Linked DNA regions of Sus scrofa: regions 2 and 3 are each linked to region 1. Evidence: chromatin contacts called from public promoter capture Hi-C data. All regions are on one chromosome and are shown on one strand. The core of a region is the stretch at or near the end of the contact, and the rest is flanking DNA. Distances in the headings are between cores, read along the strand shown.

Region 1 (2,563 bases), core at 35-2,534:
TCTTGTGGTGCAGCAGATTAAGGATCCAGCTGCTGTCACTACAGGGGATTGGGTTGCTGCTGTGGTGTGGATTCCATCCCTGGCCAGGGAACTTCCACATGTCCCGAGCATAGCCCCCCCGCCCCCAAATCAAAACTCCTTAGCCCGGCATAAAAGTTCTCTCAGTTATCTTTACTGCCCAAGGACCTGCTTGCCTCTGGCTTCTCACAACAGCAGTCCCCCTCCGATCCTTCATGCTGCAATCACACAGAAACAGTGCTTTAAGGCTCCCACTCTCTCTGACCTCCCAGCTTTACACGTGTCTCCTGTCACCCCCAAATTCTGTCGAGCTCAGGCATCACAAACGCGGCACAGCTGTCACTTTCCCTGGCCCTCCACCTTTACACATGCCTTCCACCCTCACCCAATTCCACCGACTTTATCAAGATTCAGTGCAGACATCCCAATTTCCCGCATGCCTTGTTTCCCTAAATAATCTCGAATAACCCTGTATATACACTTCTATCAATTCACACTGTATTATAACTGTCATTCTCACAAGACTGAGTTCCTCGAGGTCGGGATTGTCTTCTGTATCTTAAATGCCTGGCATAGCACCTGACAAGCTAAAAATCAAGCATATATATCATCTCCGTTATTAAACCCCAAGAAAAGAGGTCACAGCCACCCAGAAATAGTCTAAAGGTGGCGCAGGCTGGGGCAGGTAGAGAACCATGGGAGGCGAAAGTCCACCGGAACAGTCATGCTCTGCTCAAACCCAAGCGGAATGACAGTTTCACGAAGGCAGCGCCTGAAACCTGAACCGAAGGACAGAAGGCAGTGATAGCAATATTTCCTGGTGTTGCCATTCAAAGGTCCCGTCCAAGCCTCCGCCCCAGAGGAAGGCTGGGGCTGCGGGGAGCTCGCCCTTGCCTCCCGCGCAGGCCCAGCTCCCCAGCCCGCGCCCGGATCTCAGCCCTGGAGTCTCACTTCTCTACATCCGCTGACTTCATGATGTGGGTCTTGGATGCCGTCAGCTTCCAGGGCCCGAAGGAGAAGTCCTGGTGGCTGCTCTGGAAGCCGTGGATCATCATGGCTGCGATGGAGCCCGCGTGGGCTACGCAGAACAGGTTGGAGCAGCGGTGGCAGCGGCAGCGACAGCGGTAGCGGACACCGCTCCCTCCGCCTTGCTCCGGCCCAGCCCCCTCGGCTTCCCAGCCGTTACCATGCCCGGCCCCGCCCCCTGCCGGCCGACCCGGACGCAGGCCCAACTTTCCACCTTCTTCTCCGCCCCTCGGGTTTTGCTTCCGGGAGCAGTTGCCAAGGTTGCGTGACCTACGTATTACGTCAAGACGCACCGGGAAAAAGGCGGTGAGAAAATGCTGAGGGGAGAGGCCTCGACTCAGGAGGTGTGGTCGGGGTGCACCGCTCCCTGAGCTGCTGCAATGACGTCGTCTCAGGGCATGTTTAATGGAAGCTCCACGGTGGAAAAGGTGAGTTGAACGTGATCCTAGCCAACTTTGCAAAGCAGCGAGTTACCTCGCGTGTTGGTGAATTAGGGTAGAGAGGAAATGCCCTACATTTTCCCATTGAGGCCAAAATTTTAAAATCACTTAAGAGTCCAGGAGCTTAGGTCAACATCAAGAGCTACGTGACCCAGAATTGGACATCTAGCTGCTATCGATTAAGACTCCTATCAAAAATTTCCTCATTCAGGAATTCCTGTCGTGGCGCAGCGGAAACTAATCCGACTAGGACCCATGAGGTTGCGGGTTCGATCCCTGGCCTCGCTCAGTCAGTATGTTAAGGGATCTGGCATTGCGGTGACTGTGGCATAGGCCGGCAGCTATAGCTCCTATTTGACCCTTGGCCTGGGACTCTCCTTATGCCGTGGGTGTGGCCCTAAAAAAAGAATTCATCGTTCAGACATTTCAGGACTTTCCTGGTCTAGCTATCACCTAAGCATCTGGTATAGTGGAAACAGCACTTTAGACCCGTACTAAATCATCTTTTACAATGATGTTTTATGCATCCTTGGCAAACCACTTAACTAATGATTTTGGCTTCAGCTGCCTAAAATAGTATGCTTTCCTGGCCTGGGAACTCCCACATGCCAGCGGGGCCAAAATAAATTAGAAAAAAAAAAAAATCCCTTGCTCTTAGGGTGTCTATCAAATCTTTTTTTTTTTTTTGGCTTTTTAGGTCTGTGCCCAAGGAATGTGGAGGTTCCCAGGCTAGGGGTCAAATCCAACCTACACCTACCAGCCTGCACCACAGCCGTAGCAATGCTGGATCTGAGCATCATCTGCTACCTACACCATAGCTCACGGCAATGCCTGATCCTTAACCCACTGGAGCAAGGCCAGAGATCAAACCTGAATCCTCAAGGATACTAGTTGGATTCGTTTCCGCTTTGCCACAATGGGAACTTCTCCCAAATCTTTCTTTCTGGCCCCATTTTCAACTCCCTCTCAGCCCTACTCACCAGCACTCAGCCCAACCTTTGGGCCCTTACTCTTGCTGTTCTATCTGCTTGAAACTGTCATACTCAGACCTGTCCCATTTCAGAGTCAACCTGGCACCT
Region 2 (2,563 bases), core at 24-2,523, 1.3 Mb before region 1:
TCCCTTTACTGGTATGTCCTTCCATGTGGTAGAGAGAGTCATTTTTTGTGGCTGATAGCAAAAAGTATCCTCTTTGCAAAAAGGGTCATTTGCTGACTCAGAAGGGAATTTGAGATGATTCGTGATATACATAAAGCAAAACAGTTCAAAATGTTTTCTGTGAGCTTCTGGCAGTATCTGTACTCTACAAATACTGCACAGGAGAAATTGCTTTTGGTGCAGCTTGGTCTGCAGTGAAAGGACTGGGATACCGTCAAGCTGAGTCAGGCAGAAAAAGAGAGAAGTGAAAGCAAACCCTGGGTATTTTCAAGCTTTGCCCTTGAAAACTATGCCAAGACTTTTTTTTTTTAATAAAGAGGTGATACTTTGCTGTTGCTTTAATGACTCGGGATTTCCCCCTTACCCTTTAAACACAGGATATATCTACAATTATGTTTACTTTCTTTGTACCCCGCTTACAAAAAGTAATGAAATAAAGCTAATACCCTTAATTAGAACTCCATCATGGTCCTTCTGTTAAGTGACTAGCTCATTCATTCTTTTCACAGTATTTTATCGTTTTCCAGCTCGGTCTTTTGGTAAACGCCCTGAACTGCTTAGGTTCCAGGCTTCCCATGTCTTTTTACTGCAGATGAATACAATCTACAGACTGAAAGCCGCTGGAAGAAAAATAGAGCATTCTTCCGCCTCAAGGTTAAATCTTTGCCCCGCGCTGGCCGCTTGAGGAGAATGTGAGCGGACGTCCAGAGAGGGACTGCGTTTAAAAATGAGAGAGAAGACTGGAACAGCGTTTTCCTCTCCGTGGGGATAAAGCCCACATGGAGCACTCCGGAAAGGTGAGCTGCTGCACTGAGCATGACCGAGCCGACCTCCAGCGTGGGCGGGCCGATCGCCGCCTGACCGTCGCGCGCCGAAACCACAAGCAGTCGCGTTAGGAGCTGAGTCCTCCAAGTCCTCGGCGCCCGAACCAGAGGACGTCAGCCGCCAGGCGTGTTGCAGCCACCGCCACCGCCCCGGGCTCCCAGCTTGTGACCAATAGAAGAGAAGCCAATGCCCTACGTCCGCTGTGATTGGCTCCCAGCGGGGAGGCGGTGGCGGAAGGTGGGTCTTCGGGAGTGTCAGGTTTTCCGTGGCGCTGCGGGCGGCGACACGTGAAGATCCTGCTGCCAGGAAAAGCTGAGAGGTTCTGCGGTCGGAGGCGGCCATCCCAGAAGTGCTTGGCCCTGCCGGGAGGAGGAAACACTTACGATCGCAGGTGCCCGCACTGGGGCAGTGCTTCAACCTGACTCCAGTTGGTGGAAGACGAAAAGGAGCAGGAAGGGGCCGGGTCCCCGTCCCTCGCGCCCCGGATGGATGTGCCCGGCCCGGTGTCCCGGCGGGCGGCGGCGGCGGCCGCAACCGTGCTCCTGCGCACGGCTCGGGTCCCGCGCGAATGCTGGTTCTTGCCCACCGCGCTGATCTGCGCCTACGGCTTCTTCGCCAGCCTCAGGCCGTCTGAGCCCTTCCTGACCCCCTACCTGCTGGGGCCCGACAAAAACCTGACGGAGAGGGAGGTAGGCGCGGCGGGAGGACGCTGGCTCCGCTGGCAGAGGGGACGGGCGGGCCGAGGCGGGTGCGGTTGAAAGACAGGACTGAGAAAGGCGCTTGAGCCCCAGGAGCCATTCTGGGGAGAGATTCCTGAATGTTCCTCTTTGAAAAAAGGCTTCTTGCTGGGCGCTGCCGTAATTCATGCTGTTTTTCTGTCCTCCGTTGAATTTATAGGACATGTTTCAGGTGAAGGGTTCGGAACGCAGTTCGGAAACCCTAGTGCCCTTGTGCTTCAGGCGATGTGCGGATGATGCTGTAACTGTGTAACTCTGCTCAGACTGAACCAGTAGTGGGAGGGGGGCGGGGAGGAGAAGAATATTTGGAGAAAAAAGGGAAAACAGCAGGTTGTACTTCGAACATAGTGAAGGTTTAAATAAATATTTGCTGCCTGAAAGTAAGGAAACAGATGCAAGGCAACTCCTGTTTTCTGAAAGGATCTTCCCTCTACCTACTGTACCCTCTTCCTTCCCCTACCTTACTTTGTTTACCCTTGACAGATAGATGTACTCAGATAAGGACTGTATAGGACAAGAACCCATCCCTTATCTCGTCTTGATTTTTAATTGCGTGAGACTATGTCCTAGAATATGCCCTGCCTCTCACCTCTACCAACCTCCTGGGATAAAAGCAGATATTTAGGTGTTGTCACATAGTTGGAATTTAATTAGAGTTCTTCTGGCATTGTGAATTGTTGCTTCACGGATGTTAGTCTTGCTCCTTTCTGTTCTGCTGTGTTCAGAGTAATTGAGAGTACATAGTCCATGATCAAGAACTTCTTGCTGAGTGATTTTCCCTGGGAGGATATTTAAGTACTCCAGAAGTGCATGGTGTGCTTTAAAAATGTATTTAACTCTTTAAAGTGTATGGTCAATCTCAACACTTGTTTTTTGAAGAAGATATTAACTGAAGAAGGAGTTAAATTTAAGGTGCTACCACAAGGCCCAAATAAAGCAGATTCAGCATCCTTTCCCTTGAA
Region 3 (2,563 bases), core at 37-2,536, 1.2 Mb before region 1:
CCTGGCCTAGATCAGTAGGTTAAGGAACTGGTGTTGCCATGAGCTTCGGTGTAGGTCGCAGAGACAGCTTGGATAGTGTGCTGTTGTGGCTGTGTTGTAGGCCAGCAGCTTAGCTCGGATTCCACCCCTAGCCTAGGAAACTCCAAATACTGCGGATGCAGCCCAAAAAAGGGGAAAAAAAAAGGTATTAAAGTAATTACCTTCTCAGGAGACATGGACACTATTTTGTTCACTACATGACAGAGGAGCTTCTGTTTAGATGTTTAACAAGTGACAAAAAATTCATAATAACTTAATTTGCATTTCTTGGTAAAAATTAAAATGTCATAGCATATATTTTCAGAATGTATGCATGACCTTACTAAATCTTAGTCTTACTAAGATTCAGGCGAGAACATGAGAAGGAAGGTAATACTAATGCAGTGATCACGAATGATGAACCAGGCACTAGATGACAAATGGTTTCACTCACAAAAATGATAACTCTTGAGTACTCGATATAACTCAGCATAGCGTCTTCCGTGCCTACCTTCCTTAAAAGTCACACCCCCGCCGCCACTGTTCTGAAAAATAGCTCTCCAAAGACCCTTCGCAAGAGCAATGAACCCTCGGAAGATGCGCAGGGAAATGTACAAAGGTCTGCAGGCAAATACTAATTGAAGGGGGTGGGGGTGGGTCTGGAGTGTGTAACAGGTATGAAGGTGGCAGGAGTGGAAGCGACAATCCTGTCAACCTCTGCCATCCCCAGAAGTCAAATCCAAAGTTCCGTCCCTGTCTGAACAAACCTTCCTGGAACAACGGGCAACCTTTCCTTAAATCTAAAGCGACTGAATGAACAACACACTTCAATCCAAACCTCTGTCCCTTTCCAAAATCCCCTCTCAGTTACACAAGCCCTTTCCTGGACTTACCTCTCAGATTCTTACTCTCCCAATTGCAGGGGGCCTCACTTTACAGGTTCTTTGGCTAGATATCACGGGTTAACTTCCGCGCACACTCCTCTAGCATTCCGAAGCCGATCCGCCCCAACCTTGGGGACATCAAGCTTTTGGTTCACGGCTAATTACTTCCGATTACTCAGGGTTTCGTTTCCGGAATACTTTTCAGAAGGAAAACACTTTTGGTGCCATTTAAACTCAAGTGACGCAGTGACGCAGAATATACGATTCAAGACTTCAGTAAAACAAAACTGGGTAGACTCTTATTAAAAAATAAAAAAAAGAATACTTGGACCCTAGCCGCATATAAGCCTGAACTTCCGGGTCGCCTTTCAACCAAACGGAAGTGATGATGCTGGAAAGAGGTAGGTGGTGTTCCGTTGCTCCAAGCTACGGCGTGAAGGGGCGGGTCGGTCGGCTGGGTGGGCGGAGCTCTATTTACTCCCAGCCACTAAGGACAAAGGGGCGGGGTAGTGGCGGCCCGCTCCGAGTCCGGCAGTAGGTGGGGCTCTGTTGCCAGAGTAACCTGGCGTTGGTGTTGGTGTAGGTGTTTTCCAGTCGCAAAGTTACCTATTTCCTGGTGCTGAGATCCCGAGGCGATGGTGAGTGCAAGGCGGTGTCAGAAGAAAGGCATCGCGGTCTTGTTTATGCTTTGTCCCAGGTCCTGGGGCGTCTGGGCGTTGAGAGGCATCCAGATCGCTTCTACCTTCGGCTGGTTATTTCTTTGTCCCTTTCCAGGAACTGTCCGTGCAATTTCCTCGCTTTCCCTACTTCTTGCAGCACCCTGAATTACACTTTGGTCCTGCTGAGCCTGTAGAGTATTGTGACAGGAAGTTTAAGGCTAAGACACGGAGTCTAGTAGTCTGAGGTGAGACCTTATTTCGGTCAAACATTGGAGATGTATGCATTTTTCATCATTGCATTTTTTTCAACCTCTCAGCTTCACTTTAACACGCTTCATTTAAAAGTATGTGGTGATGTTTATTTGACTTTTTCATGACTGATCCGAATCTCTCTGAATCCTGTAGTCTTTGCTCTCTTGAGGGCCGAGTACCGTTCCACACCCTAAGGGCCACCTAATAATAGCTGCATTTTGCACTAGCCCTAAATTATACAGTTGATTACCTTTTAACAGGAATACTCCATAATATCACTTGGAAATCACTTCTGGAAAATTCACTTGCTAGAGCTTCACCTTCAGAAATTCTGCATGAATAGAAACAGGCTCCATATTTGCATTTTTAAAAAAGCCTATAGATGATTTTCATTCGATCACATGTTCGAGAATGCCAGGTATGGCTATGAAATTAAATATGGAGACCCACCCAGAGTTCCCGTTGTGGCTCTATGCATTAAAAACCAGAGTAGTATCCATGAGGATGTGGGTTTGATCCCTGGCCTCGCTCAGTGGGTGAAGGATCTGGCATTGCTGCAAGCTGCCGCTTAGGATTTAGCCAGAACCTGGCATTGCTGTGGTGTAGGCTTCGGATTGGACTCCTAGCGAGGGAACTTATATATGCCACAGGTGTGGCTCTAGAAAGAAAGAACAGCAACAACAAACAGAGATCCACCCACCACCCCTTCTTTCTCTGTTAGGTCTTGTGTTTCTAGTTCAGAGAAACAGG

Evidence for each region. Promoter capture Hi-C pulls out the DNA fragments that hold promoters and counts their contacts.
Region 2: a promoter capture Hi-C map of fetal skeletal muscle shows a contact between it and region 1, with 4 times the contacts expected there. The contact joins the promoter of SLC19A2 here to the promoter of TIPRL in region 1. A contact is called at or near these places in 1 of 5 promoter capture datasets (fetal skeletal muscle) and 1 of 47 Hi-C or Micro-C datasets (heart right ventricle).
Region 3: a contact with region 1 is called in a promoter capture Hi-C map of fetal skeletal muscle, with 6 times the contacts expected there. The contact joins the promoter of BLZF1 here to the promoter of TIPRL in region 1. A contact is called at or near these places in 2 of 5 promoter capture datasets (fetal skeletal muscle and liver), 3 of 47 Hi-C or Micro-C datasets (heart right ventricle, liver and skeletal muscle) and 1 of 2 datasets of contacts at active chromatin or transcription factors (alveolar macrophages).

The regions. Positions count from the first base shown.
Region 1 is chr4:82,793,481-82,796,043 of Sscrofa11.1, forward strand. TIPRL (TIP41-like protein) reads right to left here and starts at 1,285. Exons shown (of 7, transcript XM_001928523.5): 1 at 970-1,285. The coding sequence starts at 1,073. LOC100525571 (a long non-coding RNA gene) reads left to right here and starts at 1,320. Exons shown (of 3, transcript XR_001308291.2): 1 at 1,320-1,472.
Region 2 is chr4:81,508,948-81,511,510 of Sscrofa11.1, forward strand. SLC19A2 (solute carrier family 19 member 2) reads left to right here and starts at 1,274. Exons shown (of 6, transcript NM_001142667.1): 1 at 1,274-1,553. The coding sequence starts at 1,350.
Region 3 is chr4:81,638,502-81,641,064 of Sscrofa11.1, forward strand. It overlaps BLZF1 (golgin-45), which reads right to left and starts at 1,287. Exons shown (of 7, transcript XM_003355067.4): 1 at 912-1,287. NME7 (nucleoside diphosphate kinase 7) reads left to right here and starts at 1,406. Exons shown (of 13, transcript XM_021089439.1): 1 at 1,406-1,540. The coding sequence starts at 1,538.